Regions from separate parts of the Rattus norvegicus genome. Here region 1 is linked to region 2. A link is a contact called in public Hi-C data. All regions are on one chromosome and are shown on one strand. Each heading gives the region's core, a stretch centred on a gene start, on an enhancer-like site or on the middle of the called end of the contact. The rest is flanking DNA. Distances are from core to core; before and after follow the strand shown. Region 1 holds the start of Uqcrc1 (ubiquinol-cytochrome c reductase core protein 1). Region 2 overlaps Prkar2a (protein kinase cAMP-dependent type II regulatory subunit alpha).

Region 1 (7,905 bases), core at 3,799-6,298, 130 kb before region 2:
GACTCTCTCACGGTACTGCCTCACGGCACACACTATGCCTGCACACAACACACTTGGGTGCGTTGTTGATTCTGCCTCCACATCCCTCCACATCACATTGCCTCAACATTTTGTCACTTACCAAAAAACAAAAAAACAAACATGGGTTCTACCTTCTAACTAAGGGATGTAGGTAATCTACATAGTGTGACATTTTACAAGCAAGGAAGCATGACCATGCCTGCAAGTTTGTTATAACGCATACATGTACATGTGCAAGTTTACTAAATCTGCCATGTACACAGGCGCATGACAAGCCTAGTGTGATGCTTAGTTTTAGCCATCAACTTGACACAATCTGGAATTACTGCGGAGTCTTACTGAGGGATTATTTAAATCAGGCTAGTCTGTGGGAATCACCGTTCTCTAGGGAGCAGACTCTAAATGATCTAAGACCAAAGAGAGATAGCTGAGCATAAGCAGCAGGCAGGCGGGCGGACAGGCATTTTCCTTGCATCCAGTCTTTCTATCCTTCACCATGGATGTGATGTGACTGGCTGTTCTAAATTCTGGCCACTGTATTTCCCTGCAGTGATAGACTGACCTTACACAGGGCTCATCAGATAAGCACGCACTCACAAAAACATTTGGCTCCTTCCAGAAGGGTAGATACAGACTATGGCCCAAAATACCCATAATCAGGAGACTAATTTTTAGATCTTTGGCCTTTGAGATAGGTAGTCCTAATCTGAGGGAAAACAGACTTCACAAGACTTACCTTGAAAGCCAGATGTTCCAAAAAGTAGCCTGCTCCATTGTTCTTCTCAGTCTCATAGCGACTGCCAACGTCAATCCACACTCCCACCTGGACAAGAGAACACCAACAAAAGGAACCAGCCATCAGTCCAGCTCCTAGTCACAAAGCACCTGAGGAACTCCACACAGGCTTCACGTAAGCCTCATGGTGTAATGTGGGGGAGAGCTGCTCCATTAAGACCCCTACGATCAGAAAGACAAGAGGGCCACAGCACAGGGAAGGAACCAAGTGATTAACCATACGCCTCACCTCTTTTACCTGCCTTATTACCTCATGGCTATCAGAAACATCCAAAAACATCTCTGGTGCTTATCTTTGAAGCATCTGGCCTGATTTTTGAACTCACAAAAATCCCCCCTGCCTTATTTTCTTTTAAAACTATTTTAATGTATATTGGTGTTTTGACTGCATATACGTCTCTGTGCAGGTATCAGACCCCCTGGGAGAGGAGTTACAGATGGTTGTGAGCAGCCATGTGGGTGCTGGGAATTGAACCCAGGTCCTCTGGGAGAGTAGCCAGTGCTTATACTCAGAGCCCTCTCTCCAGCCCCCCACTCTGTCTTACCTTCAACTGTGCCTATTCACTTGGCTCCACAACTATAATTTTTAGTTAATCTACTTTCTTTTATGCACGAAGCCTATCATTTGCAGACAATAGTTTATTTTCTACATTCTAAGAAACATATGTGAGCTAGGTGTGGTGTCCCACATCTGTAACCCTAGCATTCTGGAAGGCAGAAGCAGGATTATGAGTTCAAGGCTAGCCTGTGCAACACAGCATGACCCTGCCTCAAAAACAAAACCAAACCAAAAACCAATCACTATACAACCCCTTGCCTTGTTCTGATGGTTTTATTCTTTCATCAGGAAGGGAGCTACAGGCTTCGATGCTTTGTATTTCAGCATTTAAGGAGGTACTGAAGCGGGGTGCGTTGGAACACACTATTAACCCTAGCAGAGGCAGGTTACACAGTGAGACCTTGTCTCGAGAACAAAGAGGAAAGCAACTTTCTGAGTGAGACCCTGTAATGATGCCTCAGAAACTCCCACATGGATCTCCCCACATTGTTAGGCAGGTCCTCAAAGCAACCCTCACCTTTATTTTTCCTTAAAGATTTATTTATTTATTTAATGTATATGAGTACACCATAGCTGTTCTCAGACACACCAGAAGAGGGCATGAAATCTCATTATAGATGGTTGCTGGGAATTGAACTCAGGACCTCTGCAAGAGCAGTCAGTGCTCTTAACCACTGAGCCATCCCTCTAGTCCCAGTATGGGTTTTTAACCCATGAACCATCTCTCCACATACACACCTCTCACCATGCTCCAGGTAACAATCAATATTCCTTTCATTTTTTTGAGGCAGGATCTCACCATGTAGCTCTCACTGATCTTGAACTAAGAGATCCATCTGCTTCTATTTCCTTTTTTTTTTTTTTTTTTTTTTTCGGAGTTGGGGACTGAACCCAGGGCCTTGCGCTTGCTAGGCAAGCACTCTACCACTGAGCTAAATCCCCAATCCTGCTTCTACTTATAAAGTGTGAATTTTAATATTCTTTTATGTTTTTTTCTTTTTTGAGACAGGATGCCATATAGCTCAAACTGGCCCTGAATACATTCTATAGCTGATGATGAACTCCTGCTCCTTCTGCCCACCTCTCAAGTACTAGATTGCGGGCATGCGAGCACTGTGAACAGTTTCCTGACGAGCTGTGAAACACGCTACTTACCCACATGGCTGAGCTTATCTGCTCACAGCTAACTGTCTACCACATGCTTTGCGAATAGATGCTATACGCCAGTGTGCAGGATAACTTCAGATAAGCATGCCTTTTACTCTGTGTGTGAATGTATGTGCACCTGTGTGTAAGTGTGGGCGCCTATGTGCATGTGGTGGCCAGAAGCTACACCATATCCTTCCAAGCTGGAGCCTCAGGCATTTGCAGGACTCTCAGCTTGTTACCTGGGTGCTGGGATGTGTACTCCAGCTCTTGTGATTGCACAGCCAGTGCCTTTAACCACTGAGCCATCTCTCTAGCCCCAACAGTCCCCTGACTCTTAACATCTTAGATCACGATCCACAGTATCCTTCGACTTTTAAACGACACCATCTTTTCTCGGTAACGGAAGCATAATCAGTTTGTGGAATAGAGCATGATTTACTAAGCTTCATTAGTAGGTTTTGAGTCTATTCATGTAGGTTCTACATGTCAAGGAATTTATATCCTGTGTTTATAACAACTTTATCACAAGTCATTATTTGCTCCTAGAAAAAGAATCAGACAAAAACATAACCCTAGACAGGCAGTGGTGCACACGCCTACAATCCCAACATCCAGGAAGCAGGGACAGGCAGATCTCTGCGAGTCTGAGGCTAACCTGACCTACACAGACTGCCAGAACACTAGAGTGCAGGGTTACACAGAGAAACACTGTATTGAAAAACAACGAAACAATTTAGCCCTACTAAATGTCTTGGGAGGATTGGTTCTTGGAGTTTTCTCACCTAGTAAACACACCTAGTAAAGATTTCAATTCTTGACTCCATTTTGAAGATTTCTAAATTCTATGTTCACTATTTCATATGGATGAGTGTTTTGCCTGTGTGTATGTATATGTGTGTGCCTAGTGCCTGTGGACGTCAGAAGAGGGTACAGGATCCCTTGGGACTGGAGATATAGATGGCCGTGAGCCACTGTGTGGGTGCTGGAAATCAAAGCCAGGTCCTCTAAAAGAGAACAAATGCTATAAACCAGACTCAATTCTCCAGCCCAATTTGCAATTTTGAATAAAATATTTGAGTTTGTGTGTACGTATCCCAGAAGGCCAGAAGTGGGGAAGGCTAGAAGAAAGTGTCTGATCTCCTGGAGCTAGAGTTACAGGTGGCTGGAAGTTGCCCAATAAAGACGCTGAAAGCAGAAATCTGGTCCTCTGTAAGAGCAGCAGCCCTCTTAACCAAAGAGCAAACCAGTGCTCCAGATTTGCAACTATTTTTGGATAATCATCCAATTCAATGTAATCTTCAAAAGCATTTTTTTTCTTCCTTCAGTGCTACGTATCAAGCTCAAGGCTTTATACTCACTAGGCAAAGGCTCCACCCCAGTTAATTTCCCAGTCTTTCAGAGGCATTTATTTTCTGTGTTCAAGTGTAGCACATACACATAGATACAAATATCTATGGAGGGCAGAGGAAACTGGGTGCTGTCGCTTATTACTCTACACCTTGTTTTTTTACTTTTGAGGTAAGCATTGAAGACTCATGCCTTTCTTTAATCCCAGAAATTGGGGAGCAGAGGTAGATGGATCTCTGAATTCAAGAGGTCAGCTTGATCTACAGAGTGAGTCCCAGCACAGCCAGGACTACACAGAGAAACCCTGTCTTGAAAAAAACATGAGGAAAAAACTAATTTAATTTTTACGTATGTATACATGGGATGGTGAGATACTGTAGGGTTTAGGAGTTGCTCTTCCACAGGACCCAGGTTCGATTCCCAGCACACACAAGGCAGCTCACATCCACCTGTAACTCCAGTTCCAGGGGCTCTAATGTCCTTTCCGGGCCTCCGTGGGCATTATGCACAGACATGGTGAACATACACACATTTGAGTAAGCCACTCATACAGGTAAAAGTAAGACCAGCTAGACACACTTGCCGCTGTGAAGTCAAGTCAGAATTGAAGACTGGTACAGGGACAAACCCGGCAGTACTCCAGTCTCCACCCAAAACACGTAAGACTGCAACCCAAGGTCACATCCCAACCTAGGACAACACGGCGCGCCTCATCTGGAGGACTGGCAAACACTCACCGTGCAGGTAGGATGCGAGGACTGCTCCGAGGCCACACGCAGCCCGTTGTCCAATACGCTGACCTGTGTCTCCGGCACGCTCTGGAGGGCCTGGACGAAGGTTGCGGTACCCCGCAAGGCAGGTAGCCTCAGCAGGGCCGGCTAAAGGAAGAAGGTGACCACTGTAAGAACTGCTCTCCAAGCCTCTGGGACCTCGACTCTCACATCCAAGCCCGAGAAGATACCCATCCCCGCCCTCCGCCATGACCTTCCCACGGCCCTGACCCCCGCGACCTCCCCACTCAGACCCGCCACTGCTGAGACAGCCTACTCCTCATCTGCGTGCCAAAGCCCTGAGCCCTGCAGCCCAACGTCTCGCTGCCACCTCACCGAGCGGCAGGTGCGAAGTAGCGCTTGCGTCCCAGAGCAGGCCGCTCGGCAGACTGCGGACGCCGCCATCTTCTAACTTCCGTCAGCGTAAAGCCGCGCTACGCATGCGCAGGGTGGAGTATGAGGCGCAGGCGCTGTAAGGAAGAGTTGGTGCTCGATCGCCCCCTGCTGGGCATCAAGTCCATTGGCAAGAATTAATCGCATGTTGTCGTTTGGTCCTTGTGCCTCTAAGAGAACCTGCGACTGGCTGGCCCTTAGACGGTCCCATTCGTCGCCTTCTTCCACCTGAGGGAGGCGGTGTGCAACTGCAGGAGATGTAAGCCAGCAGCAGCTCAGAGCCCTGGAGGACAGTGGCTCAGCACACATTAAGCCCAAAAGCTGAAGCACTTTTCTGTCTGTGCTCTCTGTGCTAGAAGGTGTCTGGGAAGAGGAGACAAAAAAGAATAAGGAGTTCAAGGACATCCTCTCCTGTGTAAGGAGTTCAAAACTATCCTGGGCTATGTAAGACAGTGTCTCCAAAATGTAAGAAAAAAAAAGTGTGTGTGAAAAGAAGGAACCGTGTAGAGGTAATTTGTGAAATAGGACTCCTTGTTTGGAAAACAAAAACTAAACAAAAAAATGTCTTTTCTGTATTTGTGATTATTTCAAAACATTAAAAAAACTATCTGAAATCAGACAAACAATACTTAGTGTATATTGACATTTTGTGGACCAGAAATATGATTTAGAGCAGAAAATAAAGTGAAATAAAATCTTTTAAATTGCTGGATGTGGTAGTAAATACTGATAGTCCAAGTACTCAAGAGGCAGAGGCAAGTAAGCCCTCTGAGTTCCAGACCAGCCTGGTATTCACAGTGAGCCAAGGATATCCAGCGAGGGCCAGCCGCAAACACACAAAGAAAGAAACAAAAGACAAACCCTAGTTACCTGCTTCTTTTCTCGGAGAGAAAGGGTCATGTGTAGCCCAAGCTGGCCTCAAAATCACTTTGAAGCCTAGGATGACCTTGAACTTTTCTGGTCCTTCTACCTCCCCCTCCCAAGTAATAAGATCAGAGGCAAATAAGTGCCACCGACGGACGGGCTTCCCTGGTGCTGAGGGGTAAAGCCTGGGTCTGGTGAACATTAGGCAAATTCTGCCAACCGAGCTACATCGTTAGCTCTCTTTCAGCTTCCTGAAAAACGTGAGTTTTTAGTTTAAGATTATTTTATCTACTATGTGTGTGCACATGATGTATGCATGTCTGTGGGGTGTCCCCACGTGGGTTCAAAGGTCAAAGAGCAACTCCGGGGAGTCTGTTGTTCTCTCCTTCCAGCTTTACATAGATTCCAGGGGTCAAATTCAGGTCACCAGGCTTGCACAGAAAGCACCTTTAGCTACGGGGCCATTTTTAGAGCAGCTTTATACTTACAGAACTGTGAGCAGATGGTATGGAGATTCCTCATGTACTTCTCAAGCATTGGTGAGCCAGCCGTTCCTTGTGCTGGCAGCTTACGTTAGCCAGCTCATCTATTACTATTAGCGGGCCATTATTAGTTCATTATTAACTAAAGTCCATAGTTTGCATAGATTTCCTTGAGTCGGTTTTTTGTTTGTTTGTTTTGTTTTGTTTTAATTTAACCTAATGCCCTTTTTCTAATTCAGGACAGTATCTTACATTTGCTTGTCTTAGGCTTCACTGGTTTGTAACTCAGTGTGTTCTGTTTTTAACCATTCCAGACTTTAATGTGACCATTACGAGACTTTAGATTTAATGCTGTAATAAAAAAAAAAAAAAAAAAAAAAAAGGAGGAGTGTGCCCTTTGGAAGCCTGTGTAAGACAAGCAAAAAACAGTGATCACCGGGGCCTTCCTTCACGGATTTTGTAGGATCTAAAACCCTGAAAGGTAAACAGTTGTATCCTTGTGCTCCTCAGGACCGTCACCCACTCACCTCACCGTTAAACAGCCTATTAATTGCATCATCTAAATTAGAGGTGCCTCTCAGCTATTTCAGTATAACTGAAAGGCATCTAAAACATCATTTTTTGCCAGAAGGTCTCTTCGCAGTGGTTTCAAATCCGAATATTTGACATTTCTTCTATCACTACATTAGGACTCAAGGGGGTTGGTTTTTTTTTTTTTTTTTTTTTTTAGCGTTTTGGTTTTTTGTTTTTGATGCGTATGAGGGTTTGTCTGCCTGTAAGGAGGTCAGAAGAGGACACTGAGTCCCCTGGCACTGGAGTTGTAGACATGGAGCTGCCATGTGGGTGCTGGAAACTGAACGTGGGGTTCTCTGCAAGGGCAGGAGGTGCTCTTAACCCCTGAGCCGCCTCTCCAGCCTCTCGTGTAGCTTTGTGTTTGAAAAGGTTTACTCTTGCTTTACGGGTATCAAGTGCTTTGCCTACATGTATGTATGTGTGCCGTGTGTGGGGCAGGTAGTCTTTCTTGGAGGCCAGAACTGGGAGTCAGGGACTTGAGTTATAGATGGTTGCTACCTGTCATGTGAGTGCTGGGAATTGAACCCAGGTCCCCTGCAAGAGCACAGGTGCTGTCAGCCACCCAGCCATCTCTCCAGGTCCATGGTTTTTGTTTGTTTGTTTGTTTGTTTAATAAATTACTGGGCCACTGAGATGGCTAAGTGGGTAAAGGTGTTTGCTGCTAAACCAAGTCCCCCAAATTTAACCCCTAGAATTCACATTGGTGGAAGGAGAGAACTGACTCCACAAAGTTGTCCTCAGACCTCCACATGCACACAAATTCGTAAGTGTACAAATAAATAAATGAATGGATAGATGGATACAATTTAAAACATAATTATTTGCCAAGCTGAGACATGACTCATAATAGTTTATACAAGGCCCTTTATTTAGTCCCTAGCATCACACAAGAAAATTGGATTCGTTTGTTTGTTATGAGCTGGGCATAGTGGTGTGTGACTTTAATCGTAGC
Region 2 (7,714 bases), core at 41-2,540:
TACTTTTGTGACTTTACTCCCAGTCCCCATGGTTTAAAGTCTGCCCTGGGCCCCTGGTACCTGGTATTAGACATGGAGCTCAATGCTAGACACGCGATGTTCTCATTGGGATTGGAAGCGATATTTCTGTCTCCTGTGACTCCGTTCCTACTCACTGCTTCAGATCATGGGTCATTCAGGAAGGGAGCTGGCTGCCGCGCATCATCGCTAGGATATTCTCCCAGAACAAAACACAGGAAAATTACCAAGAGAAAGGTTCCTCAGGGCCAGGGCGGAGGCGGTCCCAGCATGTCCTGGACACGTACACTTTGTCCTCAGTGCTTCCAGGCAGCACACAGCCCTGGGGGGCCAGCTGAAAGCTCCCCATTGTCTGGATGGCTGCCCAGTCAGTGAGCCCCGACCCCACCACTCTCAGTTCACCAGGCCTTTGTGGGGCTTTTTGAATATACACTTTTAAGGTTTTTAATTGTGTATAGGGGTGGGATGGATGGGAGAGGTACTTGAGCTAATGACAACACAGAGAGAGAGAGAGAGAGAGAGAGAGAGAGAGAGAGAGAGAGAGAGAGAGAGAGGGAGGGAGAGAAAGAGAGAGAGAGAGAGAGAGAGAGAGAGAGAGAGAGAGAGAGAAGTAATGAAGGTCAGTTTGCAGGAATAGATTCTTGCAGAGAACTGAATCCCGCTCTTTCAGTTTGACAGCCTTTATCCACTGAGCTATCTTGCTGACCCTGAGCCTGGCCTTCTATGTAAGACTTAGCGAGACTAGCTTCTTTGGTTAGCTGTTTATAAGGCCCACTCTGTATCAGGGAGTGGGGACTGGTTTTGCTATAAGCCAGAACATTCCAGCCTTGAGCACAGCAGAAGAGAGGAAACACACTGGCCACTGGACCCTAAGCTTTACTGAAGCCCCTAGCTGGTGAGGCAAGGGTCTCTAAACAAAACTAGGGCGGAACGGATGGATGCCTCCGGTAAGCATGTTGTTTCTCAGAGGGACAATCTGAGGCTCAGAAGTCACATTTGTCCTATGGGCAGCCTCCCCCAGGAGCTGTCAGCATGGTAGAACCATCTTGAGTTGCAAGATTGGGACAGCAACCTAAACGCCAAGGTCTAAAGGACACGGTTTCCCACTCGATGGTGCCCTGCCCAAGGCTGTGGTTGCCTGGGGAACCATCCCTCATTTGGGATTTGGGCTGAGATTTGGAAACTGACTTGGAGCTTGGATGAGGTTGATTCTCTCACTTGGGATTGGCTGCAGGTCTAAGATAGGAGGCCAAGAGCCCAAGGGAGTCAGGGATAGCCTGTCCCCTGCTGACTGAAGTGGGGAACTGCAGCGAGGCTGGTCAAGGTCACACAGAACAGTATTGCTGGCGAGAAAACTGGATTCTTGCCACCCGTCAGAACAGAAAGCAACCTAGGCCAAAAGCGTATCTCTGGCCAGCCTTTGTCACATTTTTTTTTTTTTTTTTTTTTTTGGTTCTTTTTTTTCGGAGCTGGGGACCGAACCCAGGGCCTTGTGCTTCCTAGGTAAGCGCTCTACCACTGAGCTAAATCCCCAGCCCCTGCCTTTGTCACATTTTAAGTGACATGAAAAGGAGGACGAGGATTTCTGAGGAGTCCAAGAGTCTCACTAACCCAACTGTCTCTTTTGTTTCTCTCGGGAGGCATCTGTAGCCAGCATCACATGAGAGGAGGGTGGAGGAGATGCTGTGTGAGAAAAGTGATTAAACCACTTGTTTAAGAGGCAAGAGGCCGGGCTGGAGAGATGGGTCAGTGGTTGAGAGCACTGACTGCTCTTCCAGAGGTCTTGAGTTCAATTCCCAGCAACCACATGGTGGCTCACAACCATCTGTAATGGGATCCGATGCCCTTTTCTGGTGTGTCTGAAGACAGCTACAGTGTACTTATATATATATAATAAATGAATAAATCTTTAAAAAAAAAAAAAGAGGCAAGAGGCCTTCGATGGTGCCACACCTTTAATCCCAGCACAGAGGCAGGCAGATCTTTGAGTTAGAGACCAGCCTGCTCTACAAAGTAAGTTTCAGGACAACCAGGGCTACACACACACACACACACACACACACACACACACAGAGACACACACCTACCTCTGTCTTGAAAAAACAAAACCTTAAAAAAAGGGGGGGGAGGACAGAGAGAGAGAGAGAGAGAGAGAGAGAGAGAGAGAGAGAGAGAGAGAGATATGCATAGCCTAAGACAGTAGACACCTTAAAGTGGAAGGCCATGGCTGCTGTCCCCAGGAGTCCAAAATTATAGGCAATGAACTCCATCAGCACTGATAAAAAGATCTAGAAGCCCCTGGTGGACCACAGTACTATTACTGTTAGAATCCCTTGGGCTTAAAGTGTCAAAGACACAATTGGCCATCGGGATTTGTCCAATAAACAATGAACTACATTGCATCTAATATATGACGTTTCAATTCAGAGCTTGGCAATTTTCATCCAAATTCAGAACTAAATATTCTTTATGTTTCAGAACCAGTGAGGAAACAGTGTGTGCTATTTGCCAAATCTATAATGAGTCAAATCTGCCTTTAGAGACAACAGACAAAGCAAAACTTTACATTTACTTCTAGGTGCAGGGAATGGCTCATGCCTAGATCTAGGAGGCTGAGGGAGGATTGTTACAAGTTCAGGCCCAGCACGGGTTACAGCCTAAGGGCCGTTCTCAAAAAGCAAGCAAACTACAACAAAAATCCCACCAACAGCGAAAGACCAAAGTTACACTTTTCAGGATGCCTTGTGAAACAGCCCCTATTTCCTTCTGTGTCACAATAAGCACTAGTTCTATTGTTACAAAACTAAATAACTCACTAAGATTACTGAGATAGTCAGATTTGACGGGATAAATGTTTAGCCTCTTGGTTCAACATAGTAACATAAAAGCAGTCTTCGAGGGGGCTGGGGATTTAGCTCAGTGGTAGAGCGCTTGCCTAGCAAGCACAAGGCCCTGGGTTCAGTCCCCAGCTCCGGGGGGAAAAAAAAAAAAAAAAAAAAGCAGTCTTCGTGCAGTACGCCCTCTTTGGGACTGAGACTGTGGATGTGATTCTGAGACAGAAACATGACCAACCCAACCACATCAATTTTTGTTATTTTGTCCTTTTTTTTTTTTTTTTTTTTTCCGGAGCTGAGGACTGAACCCAGGGCCTTGTGCTTGCTAGGCAAGCGCTCTACCACTGAGCTAAATCCCCAACCCCCACATCAATTTTTAAAGCTTGAAACATGGCCAATCTGGCTGTTAGAAGATCAGCTATCAGTTTTCTGGGACCTAGGTAGGTAACTCATGTCCCTATCACTTGGCACATTTATATATTCAGGCCTCTCTGTCCAGTGACAGTAACATCCAGTGAGCTTCTTTGATCTCAGGGAAAGACAAGGTACAGTAGGCTATCATGCTTACTAGTCTAGCTATAGTAATACAAAAACATCCCAGCAGACAGGAAATGGTTTCTGTCACTGGTATCTTCTGGGAAGGGGTAAAATAGGTACCCTGGATCTTATCTATAGCAATATACCATGGTGTTACGGTTCTGTGTGTCCACTTGCCTAGGTTATGGGATATTTGGTCGACATTTTTATGGCATTCTCATGAGTGTATGTTTTGCATGAGATTAGCATTTTACTTGGTAAACTTAATAAATCAAGTTTGACTTGCCTAATGTGGTTAGGCCTTACCTGACCAGCTCAGTCTGAAAGCCTGTAAACAAAAAGGCCTGGCTGGAGACACAGTTCGACCAATGGTAGCGTTTTTCTAACATTTGCAAGGCCCTAGCTTTATATCCTTAAAGTGGAAGAGCATTTTCCTCCTGACCTTTGACCTGGCACGTGCCCTGTCTCCTGCTGTCTCTCACACTAAGGCATCAGTTTTCCACAGCTCTTGAGCCCGCTGATGTTTAGACAAGAGCCACACACAGCACTGGCTGTTCTAGTTTTCAGGCCTCTGAATTTAAGACCAGAACTAAACTACGTATTCCTCGGGGTCTCCAGCTCACCCTGCCCCAATCTTCAGATCTGCCTGACTAATCATGCGGACCAATCCCTTACACCACGCCTCAGAACCCTTCTCTCCATACCCACCCCACCCCACACTGACCGTTTCTCTGTGGAACCTAATTACTACAAATGTCCAGGGCTTCTCCCCCATTTTCAAGGGGCCTATCAACCCCAATAACGTATTTGCCAGGTAAGCGCTAAGATGGCCTGGAACCCTTAAAAGAGAAGACAAAAATATAACGCAGGACAAACCAGGAAAGTCAGACATGATTTGTCAGCCTTTATTAGTCAAGAGTGAAGCCGAGACCTAGAGTTTCCTTTAAAAAACAAACAAAAAACCAACCCAACCTTGTTTACAGCAAATGATGACTGATTTCTAGTGACTTTTAATTATACGTTTAAGACTACAGATCAAGAATTGTTTGTTTTCCAATCATATATTCTTTTGAGATTAAAATACAAGTGTAAAACAGGTTAAAATTAGATTCACCCCAATGATTTAAAAAATAATTCCAATTGAAAGAATTTCAAACACCATGTATAGAACTCAGGACCAAAAGACAACCATAGAATCTTTTTACCTTTGAGGTAGCACAATAATGCTTAATTGGTTTTTTTTTTTTTAAAATTATTATTACAATGAATTTAAAACATAACAACAAAAAACGACGAATCTAACCTTTGCTCAAGGTGGGCTATATGGTTTTCTGCAAATCCCCCATGAGGTGAGTGACAATTTTCACTCTTTTTTAAATTTTTTTTTATAAAGATAGCCCTGCAGAGTGTAATAGGAAACCCACGGGAAGGCTGCTCCCCATAAAATAGACATCAGAATCACAGAGGAACGTCAGCAGTCAAGACAAGAGAGACGAGAGGTAATTGTAGTGAAAGATCAAAAACTACCCATATCTTGGTGAGATTGGTTTACAAGTGCATTATCAAAAACAAAAATTTCAATATCAACTGACTGAGAAAGATAAAAGATGACATTCATGGGTCCTTTTCTTTCTCTGTGCAAAATGCTTTCATCTTTTTAAAATGAGGGCTGCCACACGCCACGGAACGCTGTGTGCACAGGGCGCCAGGACACCAGCAGCACGCAGTGGCTCTGCCACCACAAGCAGCCAATCTGGGCAGTCAGGGTGGACGGAACCTCTCCACTGGAGCGTTGGTTTCTCTTGTGATTTTTTAGTTGTTTTTTGTTTTGTTTTGCTTTTGCCACTTTGCTGCTGAATTTGCTTACTAAACTGCTCAAAGAAAGAAAAAGCTCAATGCTGATTTCTGAGACTCTAGATCAGAAACAAATAATTCTTTAATAAGATTATGAGCTCAGAGGACAAGACCTAAAGAGCCTGTCCTGCAGAGAATTCAACCGGGAGAAGAGCGTGAGTAGGCTAAGCTGGGGCCAGAAAGGAAGGGAAATACTGCGGTTGGACCTCCAGGCTCTGAGGAGGATTCTCTGTCATCCCAAGTCAATAGCAAAGCCAGGGAAAAGGGAGGGAAGCCCCAACCCTCAGAAGAGAGGAGAGCAAAGGAATTTTTTTGATACTCCTCCCAGGAGGCCTAGCTATCTGCTGTAGGAGTTGCCTGGCACAAGGAGAACACTGCAACCTTGAGAAAAATCTGCTGTCACCTGATTCTTGAAGCTGCAAAGAGAACTGGAATACTGTCAGGGCCTGGTGCTGTGGTGACAGTCGCCTTTCATCGCCACACCAGCTCCTGCAGACACGTGTACCTCTCCCATGCCCCCATCCACACGTGCTCCGGCACAGGGCCACACTGCAGTGAAGACTCAATCAGTAGTTACAGAACTTGGACTTGGTGCCTTCTCTGTGAAAGAGCAGCCGTCAGTGAGGCAGGAGGGTGACAAGGAGGACTCTGAAGCCAAGACTGAAGTGTGAGGGCAGGCTAAGAAGGCCTACCCCTAGCAGCCTACAGGAATAACTCTGGCATGAGATTCACAGCCAACCCTAACCAAGGCTGGCATGGAGGGTGGGGTGAGGGTTTAGAGTCCTTGTAAGGTCTGGGGCTGGACTTTTGGGCTACTCCTGGAGCCCATTGCACCTCTTACCTTTGCAAGAAATCAGGTATTATTCTGTCAAAGTACAAGGTCTGATTTATTTAATAAAGCGATACCATAGAAAAGGACCTTAGGAAGATTCGGGATTGCTATGAGGGTTTTCCAGTGCTAGCTGCCTGCTTCACAGTAGTTACAGCTGGACAAACCCCAGATCTGTAACGTAGGCTACTCAGAGCAGTCTGAAGAGTCCTGCTTTTGCTTCATGAAACACAAGAAAAAGTGACTTAATTCCCAAAACTGTGGCAACCCATCTACTCTGGACATTTCTTGGCTACAGTGACCAGGGCAAAAGTCGAGACAGTTAGAAAGGCCTTCACAGTAATTCCATGTTTATGCATGATAACCTGTCTTCCATGGCTATTATAGTGCTGGAGACCAAACCCAGAGCCTTGCATGTGCTATATACGAGCTTTGCCACTGAGCTGCACCCAACCCCTACCCCAATGATACAAGTTTTGAAAACAGATATTTAGGACAAATGCCTGAGTCAGTGGACAAACTCCATGTATATGAATACATCCAAGGTGAATTCTCTAAATAGAGAAAAAATTTCCTTAAAAAAAAAAAAAAAGCCTCTTTTTTAAGAGTTTAAAAACTGCGGATTAGTAGCCACGCTGTGTAATAAAGCTACAAGGGAAGGGCTCTCTGTGCAGCACAACCTCCGGCTGGGTAGTTTCTGCCATCAGCCAGGGACAGGGTCATGGCAGGGGCCACTCAGGGAAGTACTTAGGTCAGATAAAGCAATAACACTTCCAGACCCTGGCTCCTTATCAGCACCGTGCTCTGACCAGCTGAGCTAAACGGCCACCCCCGGCTCCTTAGAAATGGATAGCAATTTGTTTATGTAAACGGCACAGAGGTTAAACAAACAAAAAACTTACTAAAAACAAACAACAAAAACCCTGACCCAGATAACCTTTCCTGGCTACACTGGCAAGAGTGCTGGATCCACGTTTCCTGCTAAGCGAGTCTGAGTACCGTCTGCTCCTAGGGACCTGCTGGGCCTTCAAGGGGGCCTTTTCCGGAGCTTGGACACAGCTATATAATGTGTAGCTTCCAGCAAAAGTATAGGGCCCCTGGGGCACAGAACTCCAGTATAACTGCTACCACCTTCCACTGTGAGAGAAAAGCAGCAATTGTGAACACACTGTGGACCTTCTCAAAGGACAAGTGAGGAGACTGAAGGCTCTACCACTTCCTCCCTTGAGAAGGACTGTGGAGTGTTATTCCACAGGTTTCTGCAGACCTCAGAACTTTCAGAAGCAACATTAGCAGCAAGAGAGGAAAGGATGTTTACACTTTGGACTTTGTATCAGGCACTTAAATTGCTGGAGAGACATGCCATTCTGAACCAAACGTGAAACCTGGGCTGGAGTAATCGTGACATAAGTGGTCTAATGACGGCGTTCAGAAGCAAAGTGGAAGGTGGATGTGGGTAGAGCCTCTGTCCATCTTTCAAGACTTCTAAGTGCCCTTTACCACAGCGATGGCAGCAGCAGAGACAGCAGCAGGCGCAGTTCTGTCGTGTCTGTTTTCTGGGTGTGTTCTTGTGGCTGACTGGAAGGATTTGGTATCACACTGAGAAGGCTCCGAGATTCATCACATCTACTGCCCGGGGTCC

The links. A called contact is a pair of places that touch in the nucleus more often than the background predicts.
Region 1: a contact with region 2 is called in a Hi-C map of psoas muscle, with 2.2 times the contacts expected there. The contact joins the promoter of Uqcrc1 here to the enhancer-like site in region 2. A contact is called at or near these places in 4 of 12 Hi-C or Micro-C datasets (the A7r5 cell line, liver, mammary epithelial cells and 1 more).

Annotation. Positions count from the first base shown.
Region 1 is chr8:118,465,366-118,473,270 of GRCr8, reverse strand. Uqcrc1 (ubiquinol-cytochrome c reductase core protein 1) reads right to left here and starts at 5,048. Exons shown (of 13, transcript NM_001004250.2): 1 at 4,978-5,048; 2 at 4,609-4,749; 3 at 758-844. The coding sequence starts at 5,046.
Region 2 is chr8:118,333,892-118,341,605 of GRCr8, reverse strand. Prkar2a (protein kinase cAMP-dependent type II regulatory subunit alpha) reads right to left here. Exons shown (of 11, transcript NM_019264.2): 11 at 7,473-7,714. The coding sequence ends at 7,699. Among named protein-coding and RNA genes, the nearest start is that of Ip6k2, 27 kb to the left of the region's middle. Within about 2 kb of position 1,290, at least 8 of the 93 cell types and tissues checked have an H3K27ac peak or open chromatin away from gene starts, as enhancers often do.